Linked DNA regions of Mus musculus: region 1 is linked to region 2. Evidence: chromatin contacts called from public Micro-C data. All regions are on one chromosome and are shown on one strand. Each heading gives the region's core, a stretch centred on a gene start, on an enhancer-like site or on the middle of the called end of the contact. The rest is flanking DNA. Distances are from core to core; before and after follow the strand shown. Region 1 holds the start of Poc5 (POC5 centriolar protein). Region 2 has its middle 41 kb from the start of Poc5.

Evidence for each region. Hi-C and Micro-C count contacts between places; a contact is called where the count stands out from the background.
Region 1: a contact with region 2 is called in a Micro-C map of embryonic stem cells, with 2.2 times the contacts expected there. The contact joins the promoter of Poc5 here to the enhancer-like site in region 2. A contact is called at or near these places in 5 of 484 Hi-C or Micro-C datasets (embryonic stem cells, epidermal suprabasal cells, extraembryonic endoderm stem cells and 1 more) and 2 of 115 datasets of contacts at active chromatin or transcription factors (the SCID.adh cell line and embryonic stem cells).

What each region holds. Positions count from the first base shown.
Region 1 is chr13:96,386,794-96,390,475 of GRCm38.p6, forward strand. It overlaps Poc5 (POC5 centriolar protein), which reads left to right and starts at 1,501. Exons shown (of 13, transcript NM_026173.3): 1 at 1,501-1,738; 2 at 3,430-3,569.
Region 2 is chr13:96,344,911-96,348,855 of GRCm38.p6, forward strand. No RefSeq gene overlaps it. Among named protein-coding and RNA genes, the nearest start is that of Poc5, 41 kb to the right of the region's middle. Within about 2 kb of position 1,886, at least 6 of the 459 cell types and tissues checked have an H3K27ac peak or open chromatin away from gene starts, as enhancers often do. A contact at or near this core is called in embryonic stem cells, where this site is marked.

The sequences.
Region 1 (3,682 bases), core at 251-2,750, 41 kb after region 2:
ACCACCTCTGCCACCACCACCCCTGCTCCTTTTATAAAACACAACAGGGTCACCATGTAGTATTCAACTGAACAACAATTATTAGAACGAAGTATAAAATTATTTCTAGTGGTAGTAATTTGTCTTTTAAAATAAGCTTAGGGGAGGAAATCAACACAGCTAATGCCAACAAAAATTTTTTGTGATCTTCTTCGTTATCATTCAAATATAAGAGCCAGTGAAATGGCTCAATGGGTAAAAGCACTTACCACCAAGCCTTATGACCTGCGTTCAACCCCCAAGTCAGGTCACACGTGGTGAAAATAGAGACTATTTCCCCTCACCACACACACACACACACACACACACACACACACACACACAGAGAGAGAGAGAGAGAGAGAGAGAGAGAGAGAGAGAGAGAGCATAACTTTTAAAAGATAATAAAAGTCTAACTCTTGACAAACAGAAGTAGGTGAGGCTGCAGCTGTGCCACTTCCGTATACAGAAAAAAGAAAGTGACATCATGTAGGTTACAAAAGGGGTGGGGGGGATCGAACAGATTATTCTTTTCTAGTCTGGGGTCCGAAATGTCTGTTTTAATATATTAACTCATTTTATCTCCCTAGACCGTATTATGTGGGTAGCATTACCGAAGGTGTTAATGAGTACTTACTAAAGCCAAGTTTTAAGTTGTAATTGTGTTCTGTCTTTTAAGGTCGCGATATTCCACCAAAAGTTTCTGTTTGCAGCTTACAGCAGTTAGGTCATCAGTAAAACTTAGGCTGGTTAGACTCAGTCATGTTGGTTTAAAGTAGCTGCCAAGGGCTACTTTGGGAATTATCTGTTGGGTCTGTGATAGTAAACAATTTTACAGTATTAAATTACGTTGCTATGGATTTAGAAGTGAATTACACTGGATTCTCCCTGTTTAGCCTTCTGTATTTTATTTTAGCTGAGATGTCACCAAAGTTAGGATCTATGTTTAAATTTTTGAATACCCCACACAGAATAAACCAAGGGAAATGCCCTGGAGTTGCAAGTCAAAAACAAACAAACAAGCAAACAAAAAACAAAAAACTTAGGCTGGCAGTTTGTTATACCCTCATCCTCATAATTACATTATTCGTTAAACTCCCTAACCCAAAACTAAAGAAATCAATAGAGGGCATCGGACATTTGTGTTTTTAAGAGAGCAGCTGCCGGGCCAGTGGCCTTGCGGCCTGTTATCTGTGCATGAAACGAAATCTCGAGGCTTTATGCCTATGTCATCCTCATTGTTGAAAATAAACAGCACTCAGCTTTCACAGATTTGCGAAGATAATTAAATTTGTCTGCAGTGCCGCCCCGTAGTAGTCCTCAGGCACAGAGCAGCACCGAGCATGCGCTCTGTTCTGGGAACTCTGGGCCGGCTTTTGCCTGTAAATCTCCTACTTCCGGCTTGTCCCGCGGAGATACCTTGGGCTCCGCCCACTTACCACGGACCAATCAAGTTTAAGATTGCTGAAGCTGTGGACCAATAGTTAGGGCTGTCTTTCATCAGGGCCCTCAGTTTGAAACTGTCAAGTGGCTGCTAGGGGAGCCGCTGTGCTTGCTTTGGTTGCGGCGGCGACGCCGTCTGTCGCAGCGAGTCAGGAGCCGAGGTTTCGCCGAGACGGTGGATCCCGGTGGCGGCGCCCAGGCCGGTTCCTCCCTGGCAGGATTGGGAGCATCGTCCCTGGAGGTGCCAGAAAGAGAAGACACAAGTGATGCGAACTAAGTAGGTCCTGTTCTTTAGGACGTGGGGACATAGCCAAACAGAACGTTGTTTTTTATTAAGAAAGAATTAGATTTAAATGGGGCCGGATTGGAGGATGGTGAAAGAAAACTTGGAAGGGCCTGGTGCTCGCCCTCTCTTTGCGTGCAGTTAAGACGGGAGAAGTCACCTTGCGGCCAGCTACACGTTGGTTCGTTCTCCGCCTCTTAGAGATTGCGTTTGAATTCCCCGAGTCCGCTTTTCAGTTAAGTTGTACCAGTAGCAAAGAGAAGCATTCAAAGTATCTTGTGGTTTCAGCTTAGGTTAAAGAGTGCCGAGAATGTAGTGGAATGGTGCGTGTCACCCTCTAAAGCACCATTCTTCTGAACCCAGAAACTGAAGAAATGCTACTGTTTTCGTCTCACGTTATTTCTCCTGCCTGTTTGCAAAGAGCAGGGATAAATGGCAGATAACGTATTTTCCAAAAGTCCGATCGCTTTCTGACCGCAATATGTTTTTAAGAAACAATTTTGGCGTCTGATCATACCAGCTCATTTGTTACTAAAATAATCCACAATTCCCAACTCTGGTTGCCTACCAGGTCTGCAAACAAGTCATAAGGGAAAATGTAATTAAAATTAAAACGGATCAAATTACCACAGTGGTTGATTTGAGACTAGTGAAGTGTTCATTCTTCGATGCAGATCCATGCCTATTTTATCTTCCCTGCATGGCTTAATGAAAGACAGTCACAGCTCAGACTTAGTTTACTTATCCTCTGGAACCATACCAATGCTGAATAAAAGAGAAATTCCCTTTGCACAATTCTGGCTGCACCCTGGCTTTCTATTCTGTGGTTTTCCCTGCATCTCTCCCTTCTTCTTCAGTGTCTTTATCTCAATTGTTTTCTTAGCAAACTATAATTGAGGCCTGCTCCAGGGGCAGCTGAAACTGTCACGGGTGTCAAGGCAGCCTCCTGATCTGCATGCTGGGGGCCTTCCTTGCCCCCTTCTGGCCAGTGACCCTCATACTGCTCTCCACACAATTCCGGTGTTCTGGCTGCCTCCCATCTTTCTCCTGACACTTCACTGTTCCTTAAAAGCTAGCAGTTTTAGGTTCCTCTTCTCAGAGCAGTCCTCTGTTAGGATTATGAACTCCTTTGAAATCATGTTTGAATCTAAAAATCCTTCTAGAAAATACATATGTTTATATTCTAAAAGTGTGTGCAGTTGTGTTTGGTCTGCAGGATAGCAGTTCTTTTACCACAATGGGGAATCCCATCCATCCCCATTTCTTTCGTATTACCCCAAGAGGTCAATGCCTCCTCAGTCTAAATCTCCAGCCTATGCTTGTAATACAGGCAAAGGCACATCCTAGCCATTGTGAATTCCAGTGCTCGGAGCTGGGTGCTGAGTAGCCAACGTAGTCACATAACCGCTATCCTTCTGTAACCACAGAATTCAGCAGATTGATTCCCAGATCCTGCAGATGCCTACATCTACAGATGTTCAAGAGAACTATATAAAATGGCATAGTGTAGCCTATGACATATACCACCCTTCACACTTTAAATTATGTCCACTTTACATAGAACCCTAATATAGTATAAATGCTAGGTAAGTTGTTATTGCACAGAATTGTCTAGGGGATGGCGATAAGAAAAGTCTGTGCATGTCAAGACCAATGTGATTTTAAGAAATACTTTTGGCCCACAGATGAGTAAATCCATAGGAGCCCAGGGATACTGACTCCTGCGTGCCCACAAACCCGATGCTCCAGAGGCAACCTCATGCCGGCACAGCTGGTACTGAACTTGCTGACCTTCCAGTTCCATTGTGCTACCGTCCTTGCTTCGGTGAGTAGTAGCATGTTTCATCTAGTTACTCTGGACACAAATCTGAGCACATCAGTAGTCCCCACTTGGATGTTTAAGTGGTCATTGGTCATGAGCCCACATTGTCATCACCG
Region 2 (3,945 bases), core at 636-3,135:
GTAGCGAAGAATGACCTTGAACTAGTGATCTTTTGGCGTCAGTCTCCCAAGTGCTAGTCAGGCGTGGTCTGGCACTCCAGTCCCACCCCACCTATCACATGGCATTTTCTAAGACAAAAGAACGGAAATTCTGTCCTTGTCTCACCAGAAGCCCCCACTGTCCTTTGACAGGGACACTTAGCAGCTCTCAATCTATGTACTACCTCAGACAAGCCTACAGATTGTCTACGGTGAAGAATCAGAAGACAATAAGAAAAAGCATACAACAAAGCTACCATGTAATTCAGATACCCAAACTCTGGCTGCCCCAAAGAAGAAGGATGAGATAACACGAGAGGGGGGACACCTGAAAGATTTTTTTCCTCTGGGCTTTGTTTTACTATTAGTCCTACATATAATCAGTGCTCTGTGATTGGCTCATAATTTCATATGCCTAAAGGAGACCACAGAGCAAGGCATCAAATCAAGCCCTGTGAAGCCTGATTCTCCAATAAAAGAGCAAATTGACCCATCTGGCATCACTCGAGTGATGGTACCTTAAATTGTTCCTCCAAAGATGACTTGACAACAGTAGCAGAACCATTAACAAACTCCTCTAGCGTCAAATGGCGCATATGTAGCCCCAAAGGAAAAATCAGCTCTCCTGGGCTGGCTAACATATCCTCTGAGCACTAACATATCCCTTGGTATCCACCACTCCCCTAAATGCAGCTTGCTGCCAGCTTATACGGTAATGGAATTGGAGGTGGTGAAAATAGTTAACTCGGTGTGTGAGTCTGTCCCTTTGAACTGTTACTTTTTACAATATTCTGGAATTGGTCATCTCTGCAAGCTGGTACGCCAGTGAACTGGTTGCTTCTGGGCCTTGCTTGCTTTCTCTGTTCTCTGACCCAGTGTTAGTCCCTGCAGCCTTGCAGAGAAAGATGATGCAGATCTCCTATTTGTGGCTGAGCACTTCACTGGCACCTACTCTCGGTGCCTTGATCATTTGTGACTTTCTGCATTAACCACTATCCACTGCTGATATTATCATCTGATTATAAACAAGGCACAGACACCTCTTCCCTCAGAACAAATGTGGTTTTGATGCAATTCTTACTACTAATATCTAAAATAGAATTATATTAACTACATGAAATATAAAGGTATTTATTAGAGTTATAAGAAATGGGTAACCACATGCACTTAAATTGTAATTATTATTAGCCTCTCTTTGTATTCAATTAGGAATACTTAATGACTAAATTAATAGTATAATTACAGAGTAAGATTAAAAAATATTTTTAGATAATTGGAATTATCTGTGGAGAGAAAAGTATTGGGAAGGCAGCATAAGATGGGCAAGAGGAGACAAAGAGAATGAATATGAGCAAATATAATGACGTGTGGCAACATATTAAGGAAATCATTTACTGTACTAAACAAATGTGTGTTGAAACCAGCCCTGCTGAGAATACTGGAAGCAATACTTCAGACTGAAGAAAGGAACAAACATACCCCAGAGGCTGTAGAAAGAAGGCAAATGAAGCTGTAATTACTGGAATACAAAGTACAACTAAGAGCATAAACAGAAAGAACAACTGCAACCAGGATGTACCTTTCAATAATAATTTTAAAAATTAATTCAATTCCCCAACCAAAAGACCCAGAGCAGCTGAATGGAAAGCAGACAGGACCAGGAAGCAAGCAGGAGTCACCTGACAAACAGCTTCACTTTTCTTTTTTTTAATTTAATTTTATTTGTAATTCATTTTTTACACTCCAAATTCCATTCCCTGCCCAGCCCCGCCCCATCCACCATCCAACTGCTCCACATTCCACACCTCCTCCTCACCCCACCCCATCTCCACATGGATGCCCCCACCCCCCACACCACCTGACCTCTAAATTCCCTGGGGCCACACAGTCTCTTGAGGGTTAGGTGCATCTTCTTTGACGGAACACAGAGCTGGCAGTCCTCTGCTGTGTGTGTGTTGAGGGCCTCATACCAGCTGGTGTATGCTCTCTGTTTGGTGATCCAATGTTTGAAAGATCTCGTGGGTCCAGATTAATTGAGACTGCTGGTCCTCCTACAGAATCCCCCTTCTCCTCAGCTTCTTTCAGCTTCCCTAATTTAACAACAGGGGTCAGCTGCTTCTGTCCATTGGTTGGGTGCAAATAACAGCATCTGATTTCAGCTGCTTGTTGAGTCTTTTGAAGGGCGGTCATGCTAGGTCCCTTTTTGTGAGTGCTCCATGGCCTCAGTAATAGTGTCAGGCCTTGGGACCTCCCCTTGAGCTGGATCCCCATGTTGGGCCTGTCACTGGACCTTCTTTATTTAAGGAAATCTTTCAAAGTGGGAAGTATATACCAGCTATGTAAAAACTGTGTTATATAGTAACCAAGCACAGGGTATGACTTCACTCCTTTTCAATTCAATTCAACCTGAAGTCATGCCAGCATTACAAACAAACAAACAAACAAACAAACAAACAAAAAGCATTAGCCCAAGTCTTACCAGAACTTGTTTTTCATTAGAGAGACAATACATAGTATACCCAAAAATCACTACTCATATTTTTGCATATTTAAAAGCTAAAATATAGAACAGAATTACAATCCTTAAAAGTCAAAAAAAGAGTGACCCTAAATCACTAATGTCAAAGAAAAAAAAAAAAAAGAAAATACTTCAATAATCCTGATATGAGTCTTGAAAGATAGATTATGAGGAAATGTGGCATTGAGAAAAGGAATGGCTTAGAGTTGGTTTAGGGGTCACAGACAACAGTGTTGAACTATTGAAAGTGTGAAGAGAACATTCAGATTACAGGGGGCTTGAAATGAAGTTATAAGGTTTGGTTTCACTAGGAATGGGCTCTCAGGAGCCAGTCAAGAGTGCAAAGTTGCTTGTGCTCTGCAAGTGAGCAAGTAAGACACACCAGGCTCCCAGGAAGGCTTCACAGTTGTACTGGCTAGTTTTGTGTCAACTTGACACAGCTGGAGTTATCACAGAGAAAGGAGCTTCAGTTGAGGAAATGCCTCCATGAGATCCAACTGTAAGGCATTTTCTCAATTAGTGATCAAGGTGGAAAGGCCACTTGTGGGTGGGACCATCTCTGGGCTGGTAGTCTCAGGTTCTATAAGAGAGCAGGCTGAGCAAGCCAGGGGAAGCAAGCCAGTAAAGAACATCCCTCTATGGCCTCAGCATCAGCTCCTGCTTTCTGACCTGCTTGAGTTCCAGTCCTGACTTCCTTGGTGATGAACAGCAGTATGGAAGTGTAAGCCGAATAAACCCCTTCCTCCCCAACTTGCTTCTTGGTCATGATGTTTGTGCAGGAATAGAAGCCCTAACTAAGACAACAGTAAGCCAGCTGAGGATGGTGAAGCTAAGGAGATGGCAAGCTCGTAAAGTAGTGCTGAAGAAGCTCTGGCACTGTCCTGGGTGCTTTACCTCTGCTTAAACAGCTCTAATCCTGTACTAAGTGACGTCATGATCCTGGGCAAATTGTTTGCGCTCTTTGAATTTTTATTTCTTTGTCCCAAATATGTCTTGGAAGCAACATAGTGCATCTTTAGAGATGATAGAAAGCCAGAAAAACTCTCAATAGATGGAGCTGTTTCTCACCACTCTAGCCTGAACCAAATCACATTCTCTGTGATCTACTTTTTGCTCTCCCTCCCCCCTCCCCCTGTGTGTGTGTGTGTGTACACCTCTTTGAGTCTCTATTTCTCTATCTCTGTCTCTCTCCTCCCTCACTGTGTGTGTGTCTACCCCTCTGTGTCTCTATTTCCGTGTCTCTATTTCTCTATCTCTCTGTGTCTCAGCCTTTGTCAGTCTGTCTCTCTCTCTCTCTCTTTCTCTCTCTCTTTTGTGTGTGTGTACCTCTCTGTGTCTCTATTTTTCTGTGACTCTATTTCTCTATCTCTTTGTGTCTCTGTCTCTGTTTCTTTCTCTGTGTGTATGTG